2 separate regions of the Mus musculus genome follow, and region 1 is linked to region 2. A link is a contact called in public Hi-C data. All regions are on one chromosome and are shown on one strand. Each heading gives the region's core, a stretch centred on a gene start, on an enhancer-like site or on the middle of the called end of the contact. The rest is flanking DNA. Distances are from core to core; before and after follow the strand shown.

What was found. A called contact is a pair of places that touch in the nucleus more often than the background predicts.
Region 1: a Hi-C map of the STO cell line shows a contact between it and region 2, with 14 times the contacts expected there. The contact joins two enhancer-like sites. A contact is called at or near these places in 2 of 39 promoter capture datasets (embryonic stem cells and liver), 15 of 484 Hi-C or Micro-C datasets (the AML12 cell line, CD4 T cells, the G1E-ER4 cell line and 9 more) and 3 of 9 other capture datasets (adipose tissue, liver and macrophages).

What each region holds. Positions count from the first base shown.
Region 1 is chr15:60,924,574-60,927,296 of GRCm38.p6, forward strand. No RefSeq gene overlaps it. Among named protein-coding and RNA genes, the nearest start is that of A1bg, 4.7 kb to the left of the region's middle. Within about 2 kb of position 1,253, at least 2 of the 459 cell types and tissues checked have an H3K27ac peak or open chromatin away from gene starts, as enhancers often do. A contact at or near this core is called in the STO cell line, where this site is marked.
Region 2 is chr15:60,738,428-60,741,187 of GRCm38.p6, forward strand. No RefSeq gene overlaps it. Among named protein-coding and RNA genes, the nearest start is that of Gm23835, 36 kb to the left of the region's middle. Within about 2 kb of position 1,389, at least 36 of the 459 cell types and tissues checked have an H3K27ac peak or open chromatin away from gene starts, as enhancers often do. A contact at or near this core is called in the STO cell line, where this site is marked.

The sequences.
Region 1 (2,723 bases), core at 3-2,502, 190 kb after region 2:
TCTGAGAAATGACTTGGTGATGTCACCTGTAAAGCAAAGCAAAGAGGGAAATCCATGGTGGGAGTGGGTGGGTAGGGGAGCAGGGCGGGGGAGGGGGTATAGGGATAGCATTTGAAATGTAAATGAAGAAAATATCTAATAAAAATTTGAAAAAAAAAAAAAGAGAAAATAGCCCTATCCAAATTCCTTGATGGTTAAGAACTGGTTCCTTTTGATGTTCTTATCTTCTGTCTCCTGCCTTATCACCATTTCTTTACTGTCTACACACATGAACGCAAATCCTTGTTACATGTACATGAGGGAGTTCCAATACCCTGCCTCAAACTTCGGATGGCCTTTTAAAGGTCAGTTCATGCCAGTTCTCTAGCTCACAGCCCTCCCTTTCTACCATCCATATTTCCATATTTGTTTCCATTTTCTGAAATACACCATTATGAAAATGTTTATAATGCCTATATAAGAAATATCAGGGGAGCACAGACCCAGCCATCTCCATTGAGTGAGGACAATATAAGTTATTACTCTCCCTAAATTTCCCTCTTCAGTCCCAAACATGGAAAATTTCACACCCTTATTATATGGCAGCCTAGTGCTATTTACAGAAATCCAGTTCTTCCCCTTGGCCATTCTCTTCTGCTTCTTTTTTCCTTTAAACTCTATAATTCAACCATTGATTCAGTCATGTTGGATGTTCAATAGAGAAATGGAATGGGTTTGAAAACCACTTTGCTGTTGCTGCATATACAGAAATCCTTTCTCCATTACCCCTTTCACCCTAGATAGTGGTTTGAAGCTTCTATTTCTGGATTAACCCAAGGCTCTTCCTACATTTATTAGTCACTTCTATATCCTAACTGTTGATTTATCAGCACTGGGAATCAATCATAGGGACTGGAGCATGCTAGGAATATCTTCTGCTATTGAGACATATCCCCTGCCCAGGCCAGCCTGGAATTTGCTCTCTTTCTGCTTCACCCTCCCAAGGAGCTGGGATCCAGATTGAGCCATAAGATCTGGCTATACTCAGTTTTATAAAGGCAGACACCTAGGGAAAAACACTTAAGTCCTCCTCCCATAGGTCTCTTTACTTCAACACCTGCTGGTAGAAGCAGAGGTGATGAAAAATGCATTATTTTCTATGGTCTAGAGCAAACCTTAACGGCCTCAGGACTTCAGACAATGGGTGAGAGGCATGATTAGAGGTGCTGGCCCTCTGAGTGTACATTTTCTTCGTGTTCCTCGACTTTAGAGCAATGCTGAGCCAGCTGACTGCCCTAGGGCTAAGCTCTGTCCAAACACTTACCAAACACTGATAACAGATAAGAAGGGAGCCTAAAAGTCCTGCCAGAAAAACTCAGGAGAGATTTGCACACATAACTTTGGCAACGGTTTTGAACATCTGCCACTAAGCTGACACTTGCAACCCACCCCCACCAATCATTGGCAGGCATCAGCCTTTCTGTGAGGCCTGTTGAGTAATTTATCCTTTATCCTTCATTTCTATTACTCTGCCTTCCCCACCTGAAGTAGATTCTCCTCTTCATTAATTAATTAATTAATCAATCAATTAATTAATTAATCAATTAATTACTTTTTTATTTATTTATTTTTACTGTTTGCTTATTGTATTTTCTCAATATGTAAAATGGCAACTGGCTCAGCAGACTTGACTGGCCTGGCTCAGTGCTTTGCCCTTTAGGTCTTTATCTGAAATGTTAGCTCTCCCCCTGGGGCCAGCTCCAGGACTAAGGTTTGAAGTGGTCATTTTTGCTGGAGGAGTCTGGCTCCTCTATTACCATCTTCCAGAATTGACAGGTGTTCAGATCAATGGCTAAGAGCTCACTGAGGATGGGGTCATGGGAGGCCATCTCAGGTTAATTCACCTTGAGATGGGTGCTCACGAGGGAGAAGTCAGGTTCTCTCTACTCCTCCTAAAATTTACTTCCTATTTTCACTAATGTGATCCATGAATATGGCTTAAAGAGTCAAATAACCTCAAGATTTATTCAAACAAACCAAGATGGTGTTTTCTGTACTTCATTGTATAACCTTCCAAAGCTACCATTAAAAACATGATAGCCCCTTTCCTCTTGATGCAGCCTCTCTGAATTTTTTAAAGATTTTTTTTTACTTACATATTTTTATTGCTTTCAGTCTATCACAAGAACTAAAGAGTGAGTTCAGTCTCCTCCTAAAACTGTCACCATAGACACATGGAAAACTGTCTTCCTCGCTCCCTTTCTCTCATTTATCTAACTATAATGTGCTTTTCTGAGTTTAATTAATCAAAACCTGCAAATGTACATTTACATATTCATATATGTAATACTCACATGTAAATAGGTACAGTAATAAGTCCCTTGATAGGAATACACTCTAAGAAAAGCATCATTAGATAGTTGCACAGTGCAGATATCACAGAGTGCCTGCTAGGTAGTATAGCCTACCTACACTACACCAAGTAATATACTGACAGTGTGGCTGCTAGGCTATAAACTTATCTATAAACTTATACAGCACAGTCCTGTGCTGAATACTGTAGGCAAATGCAACCTAAGATCGATGGCATTCATGTATGTCAACATATCTAAGCATGGAAAAGGGACAGGAACAATAATGTTTTAAGACTTTTTCAAAGCTCATTGTAACTTTATTGGGCCACTGACTGCTTTGAAGTTCATCTCCTACAACCCTTGAATCTCTTTTAACTTTTCCATGTGTAT
Region 2 (2,760 bases), core at 139-2,638:
TGTGTGCAATCTATCCTGAATTTTTCTGGCAGGACATTTGTGCTCCCTTCTTATCTGTTATCCATGTTCGGTTAAGTGTTTGGACAGAGCCTAAGTACTGGGACAGTCACCTGGCTCAGCATTGCTCTAATGTCGAGAATACGAAGGAAATGTATCCTCAGAGGGCCAGCACCTTGTAACTCACTTCAATCATACCTCTTATGCTTTGTCTGAAGTTGGACAATAATAGGGATCCCTTCAGCCTCTAGGGTTTGTTCTTGACAATAGAAAATAATGCATTTTTCCCCTACCACTTTCTGCTTCTACCAGCAGGTGTTGAAGTAAAGAGACCTATGGGAGGGGGACTTAAGTGTTTTTTCCTAGGTGTCTGCCTTTCTAAAAGTGAGTATAGCCAGATCTATGGCACAATCTGGATTCCAGCTCCTTGAGAGGGTGAAGCAGAAAGAGAGCAAATTCCAGGCTGGCCTGGGCAGGGGATATGTCTCTGTGGCAGAAGATATTCCTAGCATGCTCCTGTCCCTATGATTGATTCCCAGTGCTGATAAATCTACAGTTAGGATATAGAAGTGACTAATAAATTTAGGAAGAGCCTTGGGTTAAACCTGAAAGGCACATTTGAAACCATGATCTAAGAGGAGAAATTAAAAAAAAAATGGTTTTCACAAACTACGTTAGCTTGTTTTGTAAATAAATTTCACTTCTGTTTTCCCGAAAAGGGGACGGAATCTTCTATGTGTGTCTCTGGGACTAGAGAAAAAAAATAGAAGAAAATGTCTATAGGAAAAGAAAAAACAAAACAGTTCTTGGTAAGTAGAATTAGGCTGGGTATAGTAAGTAAGTATAATAAGGCTATAAAATTTCCTGTGCTTGGGGATGGAGAAGGAACTTTAGGGGGAGTAATAGTTTATGCTGTATTTACTCAACAGGATGCCTGTGTGTGGCCCCCTTGATATTCATTAAATCTGCCTTATGAACATTCTTATAATGGTGTACTTCAGAAAATGGAAACAAAGGTGGAAATTAAGAGATGGTGTGAAGGGAGGGCTGTGAGCTAGAGAACCGGCATGCACTGACCTTTAAAAGGGCATCGGAAGTTTGAGGCAGGGGATCAGAACTCCCTCCTGTATATATAACAAGGATTTGAGCTCATGTGTGTAGGTGGTAAAGAAAGGGTGATATAGCAGGAGGCATTAGAAATAGAAAACATGAAAAGGCCTCTTAACCACCAAGGAAGTTGGAAGTGGCTGTTATCTCTGAACTTCCCTCTTTGCTTTGCTTTACAGATGAAGTCACCAACTCATTTTTCAAATAGTCCAAGAGGATGAGAGGTGCCTTCCAAGGCAGGGACTCTCCCACAATACATGCCTGCGAGAATGATCACGTGCTTGGTGTTGAAAAGTGTGACTCAAAAGGGGATTATGTTTCATTTATGATTAAGAGCCTATGTATGTGGTTTAAGTGACAGAAAAAGAAAAACAAAGACTGAGTTGTGAAAAAATTCTGAAAAATGTTTGAAGGTCAAACTTACAAAGCAGGAAGGAAGAAACTGGAAAGCATGAGGGAACAATGCATTTGTCTTGTGCCAAGGATGGACTCAACCCAGAACACACCCAGATAAGTCGGGTCATGATGTGAGAATGAGGACAGTCATATATACTGTGACCTAGAAAGTTTCCCATTTGGGGAAGGTCTTGAGGGAACATGGGGAGTAAGATTCTAGATACTGTAGACAACTGTGTCTTCTGTGATATAGAGCCCATGCTGTAGATAATAAACTGAATATTTGGGATCACCACAGTTTCTCTTGCCAATCCACCGTTATTCTGTCCCCACAGGACTTCTACTAGAAGCAAGACATGTATGGACTGATACTTAAGTGGTTATACTGACTTTGGGTCCAGCAGAACTACATTGGGGTCCCTGTAGTACTGGTTCATTTTACTGAATAATGGAAAGGTTAATAGTATTTCTTCCAAGGGGGCTCTCATGGTTTGAATAGTCTTGGCCCAGGGAGTGTCACTATTTGGAGGTGTGGCCTTTTTTGGAATAGGTGTGTTACTGCGGGCATGGGTTTTAAGACACTCAGCCTAGCTGCCTGAAGTCATCCTCCTCATAGCAGCCTTCAAATGAAGACATAGAACTCTCAGCTCTGCCTGCACCATGCCTGCCAGGATGTTGCCATGCTCCGACCTTAATACTGGACTGAATCTCTGAACTTTTAAGCCAGCCCCAACTAAATGTTGTTTTTGTAAGAGTTGCCTTGGTCATGTGTCTTCAGTAAAACTAAGACAGGGGCTTTGGCAGGCTTAAGTGAATGACTATGCATAAAAGCTTTGGAGGATGGGTGGTCCAAGCAAGACTTCTCTGTGCTTTACATATTAATATTGTGTTAGTGGCTATTGTTACTGTTCCCTGACAGAGCTAGAGGGATATATCTTAGACTCAGGAAATTATTGCTATATAAACACCATCTTTGATGGGAAAAAAGAGAACTTGAAAGAAAATGTTGCTTGACAAATGGAAAGTGTGGAGGTGAGTCAGATCCAAATTTCAGAGCTGGATCAAGGTCAAAAATTCTTCTTCTTGCACCCCAAACTGAGACAGAATCTCACTATAAAGTTCTTGCTGACTGGTCAGAATTTTTTTTTTTTTTTTTTTTTTTTTTTGCTGGCTCCCAATTCTCAAAGATCCTTCTGTGTCTGCCTTTTGAGTGCTGAAAAATAGAACTTTTGAAGTAAATTGCAGGATTCCCCAGTGGTT